4 separate regions of the Sus scrofa genome follow, and regions 1, 2 and 3 are each linked to region 4. A link is a contact called in public Hi-C and promoter capture Hi-C data. All regions are on one chromosome and are shown on one strand. Each heading gives the region's core, a stretch centred on a gene start, on an enhancer-like site or on the middle of the called end of the contact. The rest is flanking DNA. Distances are from core to core; before and after follow the strand shown.

What was found. Promoter capture Hi-C pulls out the DNA fragments that hold promoters and counts their contacts. Hi-C and Micro-C count contacts between places; a contact is called where the count stands out from the background.
Region 1: a contact with region 4 is called in a Hi-C map of embryonic fibroblasts, with 4 times the contacts expected there. The contact joins the enhancer-like site here to the promoter of KLHDC10 in region 4. A contact is called at or near these places in 3 of 5 promoter capture datasets (fetal liver, fetal skeletal muscle and liver), 18 of 47 Hi-C or Micro-C datasets (adipocytes, alveolar macrophages, blood and 11 more) and 2 of 2 datasets of contacts at active chromatin or transcription factors (alveolar macrophages and skeletal muscle).
Region 2: a promoter capture Hi-C map of liver shows a contact between it and region 4, with 4 times the contacts expected there. The contact joins the promoter of COPG2 here to the promoter of KLHDC10 in region 4. A contact is called at or near these places in 3 of 5 promoter capture datasets (fetal liver, fetal skeletal muscle and liver), 7 of 47 Hi-C or Micro-C datasets (embryonic fibroblasts, fetal liver, heart right ventricle and 2 more) and 2 of 2 datasets of contacts at active chromatin or transcription factors (alveolar macrophages and skeletal muscle).
Region 3: a promoter capture Hi-C map of fetal liver shows a contact between it and region 4, with 6 times the contacts expected there. The contact joins the promoter of KLF14 here to the promoter of KLHDC10 in region 4. A contact is called at or near these places in 2 of 5 promoter capture datasets (fetal liver and fetal skeletal muscle), 2 of 47 Hi-C or Micro-C datasets (embryonic fibroblasts and liver) and 2 of 2 datasets of contacts at active chromatin or transcription factors (alveolar macrophages and skeletal muscle).

Annotation. Positions count from the first base shown.
Region 1 is chr18:18,068,544-18,072,087 of Sscrofa11.1, reverse strand. No RefSeq gene overlaps it. Among named protein-coding and RNA genes, the nearest start is that of MIR29A, 30 kb to the right of the region's middle. Within about 2 kb of position 2,032, at least 2 of the 83 cell types and tissues checked have an H3K27ac peak or open chromatin away from gene starts, as enhancers often do. A contact at or near this core is called in embryonic fibroblasts, where this site is marked.
Region 2 is chr18:18,207,382-18,211,001 of Sscrofa11.1, reverse strand. It overlaps COPG2 (coatomer protein complex subunit gamma 2), which reads right to left and starts at 1,624. Exons shown (of 24, transcript NM_001246238.2): 1 at 1,555-1,624; 2 at 313-365. The coding sequence starts at 1,591. It overlaps TSGA13 (testis-specific gene 13 protein), which reads right to left. Exons shown (of 8, transcript XM_005673166.3): 8 at 1,925-2,194. The coding sequence ends at 2,025.
Region 3 is chr18:18,145,424-18,148,833 of Sscrofa11.1, reverse strand. KLF14 (Kruppel like factor 14) reads right to left here and starts at 1,710. Exons shown (of 1, transcript NM_001134348.2): 1 at 1-1,710. The coding sequence starts at 1,445. The coding sequence ends at 465.
Region 4 is chr18:18,721,541-18,725,216 of Sscrofa11.1, reverse strand. KLHDC10 (kelch domain-containing protein 10) reads left to right here and starts at 2,127. Exons shown (of 10, transcript XM_021079115.1): 1 at 2,127-2,321. The coding sequence starts at 2,246.

The DNA of each region.
Region 1 (3,544 bases), core at 783-3,282, 650 kb after region 4:
CTTGGGCTTATCAGACCCAACTTAGAATAGATTTACAAGGAGATCCTGCTGAGTAGCATTGAGAACTATGTCTAGATACTCATGTTGCAACAGAACAAAGGGTGGGGGAAAAAATGTAATGTATACATGTAAGGATAACTTGATCCCCTTGCTGTACAGTGGGGGAAAAAAAAAAATGTTGGTGACCTAAAATTTCAAAAAAACAAAACACTGTCTTCTTTTGGCTTCTATGGCCACATATTTGCTTGACTTTTCTCCTGTCTTCACATCTTTTTTTTTCCTATCTATATTCTCCCTGGATGGTCTAATCTAGTCCTTTATATTAAACACAATTTATATGCTAGTGATGCCCAAATATATGTACATCTTTGGTTCTCAGGGTTCCCTGTGAATGGGGTGCTTTATGTATGTGCACGTAGAGTGTAATAACCGTCTAAAGCTAATACAGAAAAAAAATCAGCTCCATTCCGTCTCTTCATACCTGTTAGTCGTTCATTTGCTCCCACTTAGTCAATGGCCCTACTACCATATGTTCAACCAAAACAATGAGCATTTGCAATCCCTCTCCTTCCTTCAACCCCTGTTTTCCACTTTTTGGGTCAGTCCTGTCAGATCCATTTGCAAAATGCATCCCCCCAAATTCCACTTCTATTTTGCCTGTAACCAATGACGTTCAAGTCACCATCATATCTCACCATTCCTAGCTTTTGAAGTGCTTCTGTGGTTCCACACTTGCCCTCAACAATCCATCCTCCATACAACAGCAAGAATGATCCCTTTCAAATGCGAGCCGGATCATTTCATCCCCTAAACCCACCAAGAGGTGGGTCCTAATAAAGTTCAAGTTCTGCGCCACAGTCTACAGTTTGTACATGGCTCCAGCCCTGCCCATCCACAAAGAGCCAGAAGAATAATCCCACCATGTGCCCAGAAGGTGGCAGCTTTAACAGCTATCACACTCCTTATCGTATTATTTTGTGTACACAATGTTTTTCTAGCCATAGAGTATATCATAAAGAATGAACATTACATTGGGGGAGTGATGTCAGCATCACAGCAATATAAGACATCCGTCTTTTTAATCCCATTTTTTAAACAAGACAGACATCCATCTATGAAAAAATCACCTCTGTGGGAATTGTGGGACCCAGCATCACTCACCAAGAGACTCACCTACCTGTGCATCCAGTAATAGGCAGACAGATTTTGGTGCAGACTGCAGAATTAGAAGAGCCAGCAAACCTGCATAGAACCCCCTCTTGATGTGTTGAAAAAAAAACCTGGAGAGTGCTGACCGGGGCAGATCCCCTTGAATGAGAGAGAATTTGCACAAGTCCAGCCTTCCCGAGGGGAGGTTCCAGCACACCATTCTAGAAAAACAACAATAATAATAAAAGGTTGGAAGCGGCAGAGGGGGTGGTAAGAGAAATTTTCCAAGCACCTCCCCCGCCCCCTTCCTCTGAGGAAGCACTGCTCCAGGCTGATGTATCCAGTGGCGGCACCCTCTCTCGGGGAAAATGATGGCAGTTAAGTACCCAGCTACTCCAGTTGTGTGGGACAAACCCGTTTCTCCCCAACAGCCCCCAGAGTACTGAGGTGGGGCTTTTGTGACTGGAGGGAGAGAAGGGACACCTTTCCTGTGGACTGCACTCATCAGGAAGCCCACCCACAAGCCTCTGGAAGTACCACACTTGGGAGTCCTCCAACCAGATCCATGGGCACCCCCAACGTCCCAGGGCTAAACCCACATCTCCCCACAGTGTGTGGCATCTCTGTGTGCATGCTTCAGAGTGCAGCATGAAGAGAAAACTCCTGGGAATGGGGTGCACCCTGAGAAACAGGCCACACTGAGTGGGCAAGGGAGAAACCACAAACTGGAGCCATAGCGCCACCTTCTGGAAAACAAATGAGAGGTTTCCAGGGGCCCGCCTGGTGACTGGTCAGAATCATAGACATAAAAGCTTCAGAATCGTGCCACACGGGGGAGCAAGAAGAGTGGAGTAATGTACCAATACAAAGACATAAAACCACAGATAACAACACTTTTGAACAGACTATGTCATCAGAAAGCAGCTAACAAAGTATTCAAGGAGTCTCTCACTTCAAACAGGAAAGCAGTAATGCAAAAACCGTAAAAAACATTTAAAATCAAAGAAACCTGCCATCACAAAAAGAAAATAATTCTCCAGTAACCACGCTCAAAGACACAGAATTTTGTGACCTAGCCAGTAAAGAATTCAAAAGAGCTATTTTGAAGTAACTTAAGCTATAAGAAAACTCAGACAATTCACTGAAATCCCAGAAAAAAATACAAGAGCAAAATGAAAATTTCCCAAATGAGATAGAAACCACAGAAAAGAACCAGACAGTGCTTCTGGGGCCGAAGAACTCAATAAATGAAATGAAAAATGCAATAGAGAGAATCAGCAATAGAGCCGATGAGAAATAGAATAAGTGAGTTAGAGGATAGGGATCTGGAAATAACCCAGCAAAAGACCAACAAATAAAACAAGAATGAAAAAGAGCAAAGAAAGCCTCTGTGGCCTATAGGATTCCATTAAAAGGATAAATATTGGAATAATTGGGGTTCCAGAAGGAGAAGAGAGGGATAAGGGAGCAGAAAATTTATTTAAAGAAGTAATAGCTGAGAACTTCCCAACCTGGGGAAAGAAATGGGCATCCAAATACACAAAACCTAATAGGTCACCCTGTTATCTCAGCACAAAAAGACCTCTAAGACACATTACAATGAAGCTGTCAAAAATCAGTGATAAAGAAAGAATTCTGAGGAGCTCCCTGGTGGCCTAGCAGTTAAGGATTTGGCATTATCACTGCTGTGAACTGGGTTCAATCCCTGGCCTGGGAATTTATGCATGCTGTGGGCATGGCCCCCAAAATTCTAAAAGCATCTAGAGAAAAAAGTTGTAACATACAAAAGAACCCTCATTGGACTATCATTGGGTTTTTCGACAGAAACTCTAAAGGGCAAAAGAGAGTGGAATGATATATTCAAAATGTTGAAAGAAAAAACTTGCTAGGCAGGATTGGTCTATCTGGCAGTTATCCTTCAGACATGAATAAAGCTTTTTCTAGACAAAAGCTGAGAGAGTTCATCACCACTAGACCTGCCATGAAAGAAATGCTGAAAGAAAAATTTCAAGCTGAAATGAAAAGAAGCTAAACAATGACCACCCCCCCAATATAAAATATACAACACACTGGTAAAGATAAATGTGCAATCGGACCTAGAAACTGAATCTGTAACAGGATAGTTTGTTAACCACATAACTTTAGTATAAAAGTCAAAGGAAAAGAGTATTGAAAATAATTAAGCTACCATAATGGGTTAGTGAATACACAGTATAAAAATGCAACACCAAAAATATAAAAAGGGGAGTTCCCATTTGTGGCTCAGCGGTAATAAATGAATTTGACTCGTGCCCATGAGGACGTGGCTTCAATCCCTGGCCTCCCTTGGTGGGTTGAGGATCTGGAGTAGCCATGAGCTGTAGTGTAGGTTGCAGACATGGCTTGGATCCAATAT
Region 2 (3,620 bases), core at 375-2,874, 510 kb after region 4:
TTACCTATTAAGAATAACAATATTTAGCTAAATCGTTTGAATATAATGAGCTTATTATCTATAATTTCCTTCAATAACCTTGCATTAAACACCTCGTTTGGGGTTTTATTTAAAATTCTCAACATGTGATAGAGTCTACATATTTTTGCATTTCTATAAGGTCTAGACTCTCCTACGACAAGTTAACCCTTCTTCTTTTTCCCTCAAGTCTATATTCTCTGAACTTGGTTACACTCCATGATTCTTAATTTGTACCACATAGCCTGGGGCCCTCAGTCCAGCATTCTAAAATGGAACACTTCCAAGCCATACCTCCTGTAAGACAGCACTCTTCTCCAGATGCCGAAAAGGATTGGAACCACTACCTATATCATAAAACAAGACAAAACAAAAAATGTCTTTAATAGCTGTCCTACACAAACTCTTTCTAGAGAAGGGTACTGAATGCTTGGGAAATCTCACCCAAGTGAAATGACCATTTGGATATCACAGTGATAACCATCACTAATACTCATATAAATTGGTTAAAATCATTTTGATTCTGGCACTAGCTCTGTCCTCGCTAACCTGTAAGAACTTGTACTTCTCCTTTGCAGAAACCCTGCCTGAAATGAGTGTCTTCTTTTCCTGCCCTCTTTTGAGATGAATGTTACAAATATCTGTCGTGGCCACACAACTAAGATTAATGAGATTGTGGTAGGATCCTTTGGATTTCTCTAAAGGAGAGCACTGCTTTATGTGTTTCTATCATTTACTGCGAAGCAGAAGAGTTCATCAGATGATACATAAATTCCAAGCTGGAAAGGGTCACAGAGGTTTACTAACCTAATCTTCGATTTCGTTTCCTGAAAGTAGCTATCAATCACTGAGGGTTTTTGTTGTGTTTGTTTTGCTTTTTGAGGTGGCTTGGCAGCTTCCGCTTTTGCTCTGGACCAAAGATGGGTATCAAAATACAACTCACGTTCGGGTGCTTGAGTATTAAATGAGCTAGGTATCACGGAACAACAGCCTTGCCCCCAAGGAAGCGGACAGAGCAAATGGGCCCCAGGAAGACTGTAAGATACAAGGCACCCCAAGGTTCATTCACACACTATCCTATTTTTAGCAAATCCACTCCGGGCCTAACACTACCAGTCCCCAGCCCCGACCCTCCCCACCCCCCGCCTCCCGCACGCGCACACACACGCCCCCGCCCCCTGCCTTGCGCCCGCCTCTTTGGCGGGAAGCCCACCCCCGGCGTACCAGCGGAGGTGGCTCCGAGGAGCTGCGCCGGGGGAGGGGGCTGGGGGCGGGGCCGCCGAGCTGCCCGAGGCATCGCGCGGGCGCCAGGGAGGGAGCGCGCGACCCGAGGGGAGGCTCCGGCGACCGGGGGAGGGGCTAGGGGCAGGCCCCGGGCTGGAGCTGAGCGAGGCGGAGGAGGGGCCGGGCTCCAACTCCGGCCCCCTGGCACACCGACGCCCACGCCCCCAGGTGCGCAGTCCCCGGAGCAGGTGGCGGCGGCGGGGGGGAGGGGCCCTCGCGGCTGAGGATGGGCGTCAGAAGCCCTGCGCGTACCAGACTCCTCGTCCTTCTTGTCGAATTTTTTAATCATCTTGGACGACTTCCCAGCGCCCAGACCCACCGCAACCGTCCCAGGCGCCGCAGCCGGCAAGCGGAAGAGGCTCCAGGAAGGCCGGCCCCGTGCTTTGGCGCCGGTTGGGCCCCGGTCCCGTCACTCGGAGAGAAGGCCCGCCCTCCCCGCCGGCCGCGGCCGCTCTCACCCTCAAGGGACGTGACCACGCCCTCTCCTCCTTCCCCAGCCGCGCGGAGGCGGGGCCAGGCAGTGAGCCCCCGGGGCCGCGTCCCCGCCCCTTCAGTCGTTGGTGGCGGAGCGGGGTGAGCCATGGCCCACCCTGCAAGCTACCCGGCAGCTTAGGCCTGCAGTGAGCAGTAAGTTCGTTTATTTGGTTGCACGCCCTAGATGACGGCATCTGTAGGCCCTTCAGTCTGTGGAGACGAAGCGAGGGGCATGGAAGGGTTTGTTTTCACTTAGTAACAGTGGCATTTTTTATAATCCACTGCTGGGCCCTTCCACTGCGGAACGTGCTCGCTCCTGGTGCAGTTCTGGTGGGCTTCTCCTCCAGAAGCGATGAAAGGGTTAATGGTTCCCAGATCATTTGGGAAGTTGGCAAGGCGCTCTCAGACTTCTTGGAGACTGCAACAAAGCACAGGGAACCTTCGTGAGTGTGGGTTTCCAGAGGGCTCAGAAGGACACTTAATGTGAGGCATGAAAAGAGACCCACTTGAAGGGCCGAGAAAGCTGATCTTTACTCTTACCAAGAGGGAAGATTTTGGACAACGGACTGCCTTTCCCAGCCTTCTTTATAATTCTTTCCTTCCTCAACAAGCTATTTAAAACACTGCCAATTCTTCCCTGTTTAATTCCACCCTTTCAAATGATTCCATTTGTACCCATTCTTACTAAGTTAAGGTACATTCACTTGGATGTTCATATTCCTCTTGGTCTTTTCCTAAAATGTATGTTGGTTTTCCCTTCTCCTGTCTGAAAGAACAACTAAGACACTGTTTCTACCTTTGGCCTCAGTGTCACGCCTCCACTGTGGGCTCTTGCTCCCATCCCTCCGCACTTTTTTGAAGCATTATACCTTGTAAATATCCCTTAAATCTGTTTTCTTATTCCTACTGCTATCACCTTAATTCAGGTCCTGTTTGTTTCTTGGACAGACTCCTAACCAGCCTTCATGGCCCCAATTCAAACCATTCTGTTATCTTTCTTTACTTGGATGCCTGGTAAACATGGACCATTGGTGGAAGGAGCAGATGCTAGGTTCTCTTTTGCTTGAAGTGGAGACATTGCTCAATTTCACAGTAGATTGTCTTTGTTTAGGAAAAGCCCTATAATGGGCCCTTTAGATACATAAGTAAATATCCACTCATTTTTCTTGAGGGAAACTGTAAAGTCACCATACGTCTAATAAATGCTGCAGACTGAGATATTAAGCGTTCTGGTTATAGAGGTAAACTGGGTTACCTTAACAGAATTATGCCTTTGAAAAATCAGAGAATTCTAATCAGATTAGATTCTATGTTCTGGAGTGATTCTTTCTTCCAGTATGGATTTAAACTAAACAGCTGATATGCTGCACACTGTATCACTTAAGATTTACTCCAACTTTACTCAATGTACTATTATGTATGATTTAGCTGGCTTATGAAGCTCAAATATTGCTTTCCATGTGGAGTTTCCCTTGAAGGAAATAGATATTCTTACTTATTTATTTTGGGGCTGAAGATAATCAGGCTTTGGGGAAGAAACAACCCCTTCCCTTTCCTTGGGCCAAGTATTGGGAGCCTAGGTAGAGACAGTGTAGATAAGCCAAGAGACTCCCAAGAATGGGTAATACGCTGGGGGCCTGCAGAGAAATGTGAAGGAACTGAGGGGAGTTTGAGGCTGAGCCTAAGAGTGGCCCCTTTTAAAGCAAGACAAATGATTCTCTGCCATCTTTTAACTTTTCTCCACACTATGAAGTGTTTAATACCACAGCTTGGTTGTATGTAGGGAGTTAAGAGAGGCGATAGATAGGTGGCCATTGGATTGGGTGGCAAATGGATACAGGAGG
Region 3 (3,410 bases), core at 461-2,960, 580 kb after region 4:
AATCATTTCTGTTTCCAAAGGCCTCTCACCATTCCAGTCCTGGATACTTCCAAGACTGCCACCCCTGACACCCTCTCCAAGGTCCGCCCTGGTGGGTGGGTAAAACACCAGAGTCCTTTGAGACTGGGAGCTCCTCAGGCACCTGAGAATTCCAGTTTCACATCTCTGGTTCCCATGGAAGGGAGAATCTTCAGGACTCTAGAGAGTACCAGAGTTCATCCCTTCTTACAAGTTCCTGAGGGTTGTCTTGAGGCAACCCCCCCTTTTGGATGATATACGTGTTGTAAGAATTCCTGTTATTTTCGGGCCCTCAGTCCCTCCCCAGGGTCCAACGTGCCTGCCTGGACCCACTTTCACAGCGGAGAAGCCAGTCTGTGCCTTGGTCTAATCACTCTGGGAAAGAGGGATGGGTTGAGAGAAAGCAAGGACAACGGCCTGGGGGATCGTCCTTGAGGGGACGGCTATCAGCAATGACTGTCAGGCAAGCAGGTAGTGAAGCTGGGCACCTGCCCGGGGACGGAGCCGGAGCTGTCCACCAGGTTGGCGGGTTGCGAGTCGACGCGGGGAGTGCGACGGCGCCCCCGGTACTCAATCATGTCGGGATGATAGGCTGGGTGGCGACGGGCGTGCTTGGTCAGGTGGTCGCTCCGGGAGAACTGCTTGGGGCAGAGGGGGCAGGAGAAGCGCTTTTCGCCCGTGTGCGTCCTGTAGTGGCGGGCCAGCTCGTCGGAGCGCGTGAACTTCTTGTCGCAGTCGAGCCAGTCGCAGGAGAAAGGGCGCTCACCCGTGTGGGTGCGCTGGTGGGACTTCAGATGCGATGACTTGTAATAGGCTTTGTTGCAGCCCGGGAAGGGGCAGCGGTGGCGCTTGGCAGCAGGTGTGACTGGCCTCCGACGAGGTACTGAACCCGTGGCGGGGGTGGGGCCGGCTCCAGGGGCCACGCCAGGGACCCCGCCAGGGTGGGCAGGCGCTCCGGGGACCGCTGGCGCGCCTGGGACCACGAGCGCGCCGGGAGAGCGCGCGGGTCCGGATACCTCCGCCGCGCTGGAGGCCAGGGTCGGCTGGGAGCACCGGGGCGTGCCGGAGCACGGGGTCGGGTCGGAGGAGCTGGACGAGGCACGCAGAGCTTCCCCCGAGTACTCCCCGAAGCCCTCCCCAGAGCCGCCGCGCAAGTCAGCCAAGACGCTTGCAGCCAGCAGGTGGGGCGCGGCGCCGCCCGCGCCGGGGCTGGGGGCGGGGACCTGGGGGAACGGGGGGACCGACGCGGGCCCCGGTGGCCCCGGTCCCGGCAGAGCGGACTCCGGCGGCGCCGCACCCACCTCCGAGCTTGCCGCTCCGCCCGCGCCCTCGGGGTCCGGCGGGCGGCGGTGAACCACGGCACCCGCGGACATGGACACCAAGCACTCAGCGGCGAAGTAGTCCAGGCACGCCACGGCAGCCGACATGCTGGCACCGCCGGGCCGCCGGCGCGCGCCGTCCGAGCGCGGCCGGCCGCGGGCGAGAGAGTTCTCGGGAGCGTCCGTCCCGCAGCCTCGGAGCGAGAAGCAGGAGGCCCGGTGCGCGCCGCCAGCCACCCGCCACCCGCCACCCGCCACCCGCTGCCGCCGCCGCTGCCGCCGCCCGCGCGGAGCCCGCCCCGCCTGACGCGCCCCTGACGCACCGGAGCCCGCGGGGGCGGCGGGACCCGCCCCGGCCCGCAGGACACCCCCTCGGAACGCGCGGTCCACCGGGCTAAGTCATTTTTAACAGCCTAAGAAATTATCTTGTCTTCGCGTTCTTGCCTCTGCTGGTGAGCCAGGTAATTTTAATAAAGAGAAAACTCCCCGATCGTAACTTCTGGGCAGCCTGCCGGCTTCGCCCCCCCTCGCCCGCTGGTCCTCCGCCAGCTGGGTGTCCGGCGGAGTCCGAGAAACTTTTTTTTTTAAGGAAAAAAAAATGCTTATACATGACATGTCTTTCGATTCATAATTACGATTGCTGGTTAAGCGGGCTGGAATTACATTTCACTTCTGTCTGCCGCTCTCAGATCAAATTTAAAATATCCCCGTGTCTTCATCAAAGAAAGTTTTCTCATTTACAGTTCCACTGTTAACCCAGGGTCGGTACCAATTCCCTAAGTAGAGCCACTACGTAGCCATTAATTAATAGCATTTTGAACCAGAAACATTTTTAACCTTGAAAAAGCAAAGAATCCTCTCATGGTTGAAATTGAAACTTAAAATCCTTTGAGTAACGATTTAACTATTCAAGCAACGAAAGAAAAATGCATGTTTAAACTGCATTAACCTGTCACATGCATACAAACAAATTTCCACGCTGAAATATAAATTATAGACTAGCAGCGAGATAAACACATTAAAATGGACTCCCACAATTTTAATAATAGAAAGTCACGTTTCCAATTAGGCAACATCTTTTATTTTTCTGTTGACAAAAATTAAAAATAAGGAAACGCAGCAAATTATATAGATTGCTCTTACGGTGTTTGTGATTGTGGAGGTTTTTCTTTTTATATAATCAGATATCTGTGTATATATATGTTTACATTTCTTCACTGCTTTCATTTTTTTCCTCCTTTGATTTTTAAAAAATTAAAATAAAAACACACAAAAAAGCAAACAGGATAATTTCTAAAAACGGTCACAGTATGGTTTTTGATGTATACAAGCTTTACTTATATATTATTGAATTATGTGCAGTTTGTAATTCTTTAGTACTTTTTCTTTTGAAAATTAAAAATGCATGTACCTCCAGAGTAACATACATTAATTCCTAGAATAATCAAATGTGAAATATTTGTCATATTTGCTTCAGGTTTTTTATTTGTATCAAAGATTCCAGAGAGAGTTGACTGTCACCTAGTTTCTCTCCCCAGTTTCATTCACCTTTCTCCCGCCTTGCCTAGGTAATCAGTATCATAAAGTGTGTATTCTTCTAGCACTGTCATGATACTTTATTACCTAATTACCAATATTTGCATGCTTATATATTTTAAATTTTCTTGATAAATGATACATTTAGTGTACATATCATTTTGCAACTTACTTTTTCCCCTCAATATGATTTTGAGAACTATTCATGTTGATACTTCTAGAATCTACTTTATTCATTTCAGTAGTTTTATGACCTTGTCAGCTTTGTTATTTTTATGGAGATTCCATTCTAAACCAGATAATTATTATAAAGCTGCTTGCCTCAAAATTTTAGACAATTAACTCTCAATCTACACATATTAAAATTCTATGAGATAGAATTCTTAACTAGCTGTTTTTCTTTTAATATTATTATTTAGAAAAAAGTCTAAAGCTATCTTAAAATGCAGAGAGAATATTACAGGCACCCATGTACCTGTCTCATGTGACTGGTAAATGTCAGCATTTTGCCATATCTGCTTCAGGTGAATTTTTAAA
Region 4 (3,676 bases), core at 878-3,377:
TTTTTTTTTGCTCTTTGCTTTTCAGGGCAGCACCTTCGGCATATGGAAGATGCCAGGCTAGACACCAAATTGGAGCTGCAGCTGCCAGCCTACGCCACAGCTACAGCAGTGTAGGATCCCAGCTGAGTCTTCAACCTACACCATAGCTCACTGGCAATGCCGGATCCTCAACCCACTGGATGAAGCCAGGGATCAAACCTGCATCCTCATAGATACTAGTCAGGTTTGTAACCTGCTGAGCCACAACGGGAACTGTATTTTGAAAAAAATGTTCCTGGGTCCTTGAATTTCCTATAAACTGGTCATTAGAGGTAGACATCTGATGAGATTCAGGTTCAGTTTTTTCTACAAGGCTACTTCTTGGGCATGTTTATTTTCTAGAAGCATATAGGTCTCAGTTTTCATTTTGCGATAACACCAGTGGTTGATGTTCAATGTGTTGATCTCCGAATTCATCAGGGGTTGCAAAATGGTGATAGTTTGTCATTCGTTATTTGTTACTTGGACTATTCTTTTCTTTTTTTTTTTTTTTTTTTTTTTAGGGTCACACCCATGGCATATGGAAGTTCCCAGGCCAGAGGTTGAATTGGAGCTGTAGCCACTAGCCTACACCACAGCAACAGCAACGTCAGATCTGAGCCAGCATCTGCGACCTACACCACAGCTCCTGTTACCACCAGATCCTTATCCCACTGAGCGAGGTCAGGGATCAAACCCATGTCCTCATGGATGCTAGTCAGATTCCTTTCCACTGAGCCACTAAAGGAACTCCCGCTTGGAGTGTTGCTATGAAAAGAAAATTTTCTTCATCTACTATTTGATTACTCAGTGGTACAGATTCTTTAAAAATTAAGATTTATTAATTTTGATTTTCCTATCTTAGAACCTTAGAGCTTTTTTTTCATGTCTCATTTTTGTAAGCAGTGCTTTCTAATGCTTCATGGGTGAAATACTTCCACAGGGCCTGGAAGTAGCAAAACAAGGAGGCGGGGCCCTTGGGGGATGTGAAATTTGCACTAAGGGAATAGCATCATCAACTCAGCAGATTTTTTTTCTTTGCTTTTCTCTCCTATAGGAAGCGTCAAGCAAGAAAGAAAGGAAGAAAAACGTCCTCAGATCTAAGAATCTTGAAAAGTTTTCTTTCCCTCGAGGAATGTATATAATTTCCCCTTACCATTCAAACATCAGTAAACACTCTATTTTCCCACTTTGCCCCGCGCCCAGTAAGTTCAAAGCCAAACTCTGTTTAATTTTGGAACAATAGCAATTTCTGATCTGTACATCGACCTTTTCCTTTGATCCTGATTCTCAGTACCTGTTCCTGTCTTGCAGCTGATTCAAATTTTCTAAGAGCAAAAAGGAGTTTGATTGAACAAAAGCATTTACATAGCCATCAATCACCTATGAAAGAACCTTTTTCTTGGCGCTCTGTTCACTGCTGGATGTTATTTTAAAAAATCTTTACTAACTTCATAAGCCTGAAGTGGTTTCTCACTGGGGTCTTTAATTGCATTTTTATGATTACTGGTGAGGTTGAACATCTTCCCACGTTTGTTAACCAGGTTTAAAATTGTTTGCTTGCGACGTGGCTTATATTGAATTGAGGAGGAATTCCGCCAGTCGGCTGAAAGACAAGACAAATGAAACCTCATTCCCTTAGTTAAGCTTAGACTCCGCCCCTGGCTATTTTCCCCTCGAAGAGCGCTCTTTGTGTGTGTCAGAGAAAGGGATCTCAGTCTGTAAAGCGAGACACTGCATTGCCCCCAAATATGTGTAATATGTGCGCGTCCCGTTTCTGATTTAGGTGTTTATGCGGAAGAGTTCCCGAATCCTGAACTCCTCGAGTCAGGGCTGCCGCGGGGACTCTTTCTGCAGGCGTGGTCTCTCTCACTCGGCCTTCGATTGGCCCGCCTGATCCCGCCGGAGTCAACGCGATGCGGGCTGCCTTAACGCGGTGGATGTGAGTGATGAGTGGCTGCTTCTGCCTTTCTCTCCCCCGACTTTTTTTTTTTTTTTAGCCATAGCTATGGTTACCACGTCTCTCCCCGCCTCTCTCAACCTGCCAAGAAGACGATTGGCCATTGGCTGCCTGTCACCAAGTAAGTCAGTCATTGGTCGCTGGTGAGACCGGGCGCTCCCCCTTCCCCTGTCTCCCGGGTCTCTTGAGGAGCGCAGGAAGGAGGCTCCGCTAGTGCCGCCGGGCCACGGGCTGCCGCGACCGGGCTGCGGCAGTCGTTAGCGGGTCATGTCGGCCGCCCAGGGCTGGGACAGGAACCGCCGGAGGGGAGGAGGCGCCGCAGGAGGTGGCGGCGGCGGCGGAGGTAGCGGGGCCGGCGGGGGCAGTGGGGGCAGCGGGGGTCGGGGGACTGGCCAGCTCAACCGCTTCGTGCAACTCTCCGGGCGGCCGCACCTGCCAGGTGAGTCGTGGGACACGGTCCTGATAGCCCGCGGACGCGGCGGGAAGGCTACTGCTTCCTTTTCTTTTCTCCTTGGCTTTCTTTTCTTTGGGAGGTGGAAAGGCAGGCCCCGGGCGTAGCAGAGCGACCGGGGCTCAGAGCTAAGGAAAGGTGTCTTTGAGGTCAGGGAGGGAACAGGAGTAAAGCGGGAAAACAAAGTATTTTTGCTCTGTTGAAAGCTCTGTGCTGAGAGTTGTGTTTTCTTTTCAAAGGAGAGGTCGCTGTCTCATTGACATTCCCAAATGTTTCCTTACTCGATTCCCGGTCTCGTCCTCTTCCGCAGTTTGATCGTGTAAAAAAAAAGAAAGACATTGGCGCCTAGCTGTGGGAAATCATTTTTAAGGAGAGAAGAGGGAAGAGCATTCCAAAGAGAGATTTTGGAAAACAAAACAAAATACCTCGTGTAAAAGTTAGGCATTCTGAAACAAAAAAGGAGTAAGAAGGGTGGGTGGGAAACAGAACCGTGAGAATTAGGGAAAACTAGTAGAGTTATTAATATTTTGGAATGTCCAGAGACAGAATCGATAGTGTGTTTGAATTTTAACGGGAGGAAATGAAGATGAAAAATGTATAATTTTGAAGTGACAAAATTATGCTGTGTCTACCATATGAAAACAGATGGTTGAGAACTGGAATAATGTACCTCAGTGTGATTATTTCACGTTTTTGCCCACAATTTCCTATTCTTGTGTTGATATGCCTTGAAAATCAGACAAATCAAATCGATGTGTGTGCAGACAATTTTAAAGAGCTACATTTTGCAAGTGAATATTTAGCACAATAAAATGAAGGTGTACTACCTAGAGTGTCAAATATTATATTGGGCAAGCTTATTTTTGCCATAAAGAGAAAATGATGTGTTAATCATTCACCATGTTTTTGTAAACAAGATTGAGGTTGATTTTATCAGTGATATGTTTGTTTAACTGATGAATCTTGAGAATATGATGGTTTTTGAATTGTTTTTTGAATTGTTTTTGAATTGTGTTTACTACCGTGCCTTGTACTTATAAGTAGTCAAAAATTATCTTATTAATTCGAAGATAAAGGGAATTTTGCACTTTCACTGTGTCGATTGCTTATGTTTGTGATAAGGTTATTGATGTGTGCTGGAAATGCATATTAGTGCATTTATATGCGCCATTAAAATGAACAATGAAGCAGTTTTAGTCAAATATGTGATTCACCAGGAGCTGGGTTTGAGATGATAGTGTCAGACT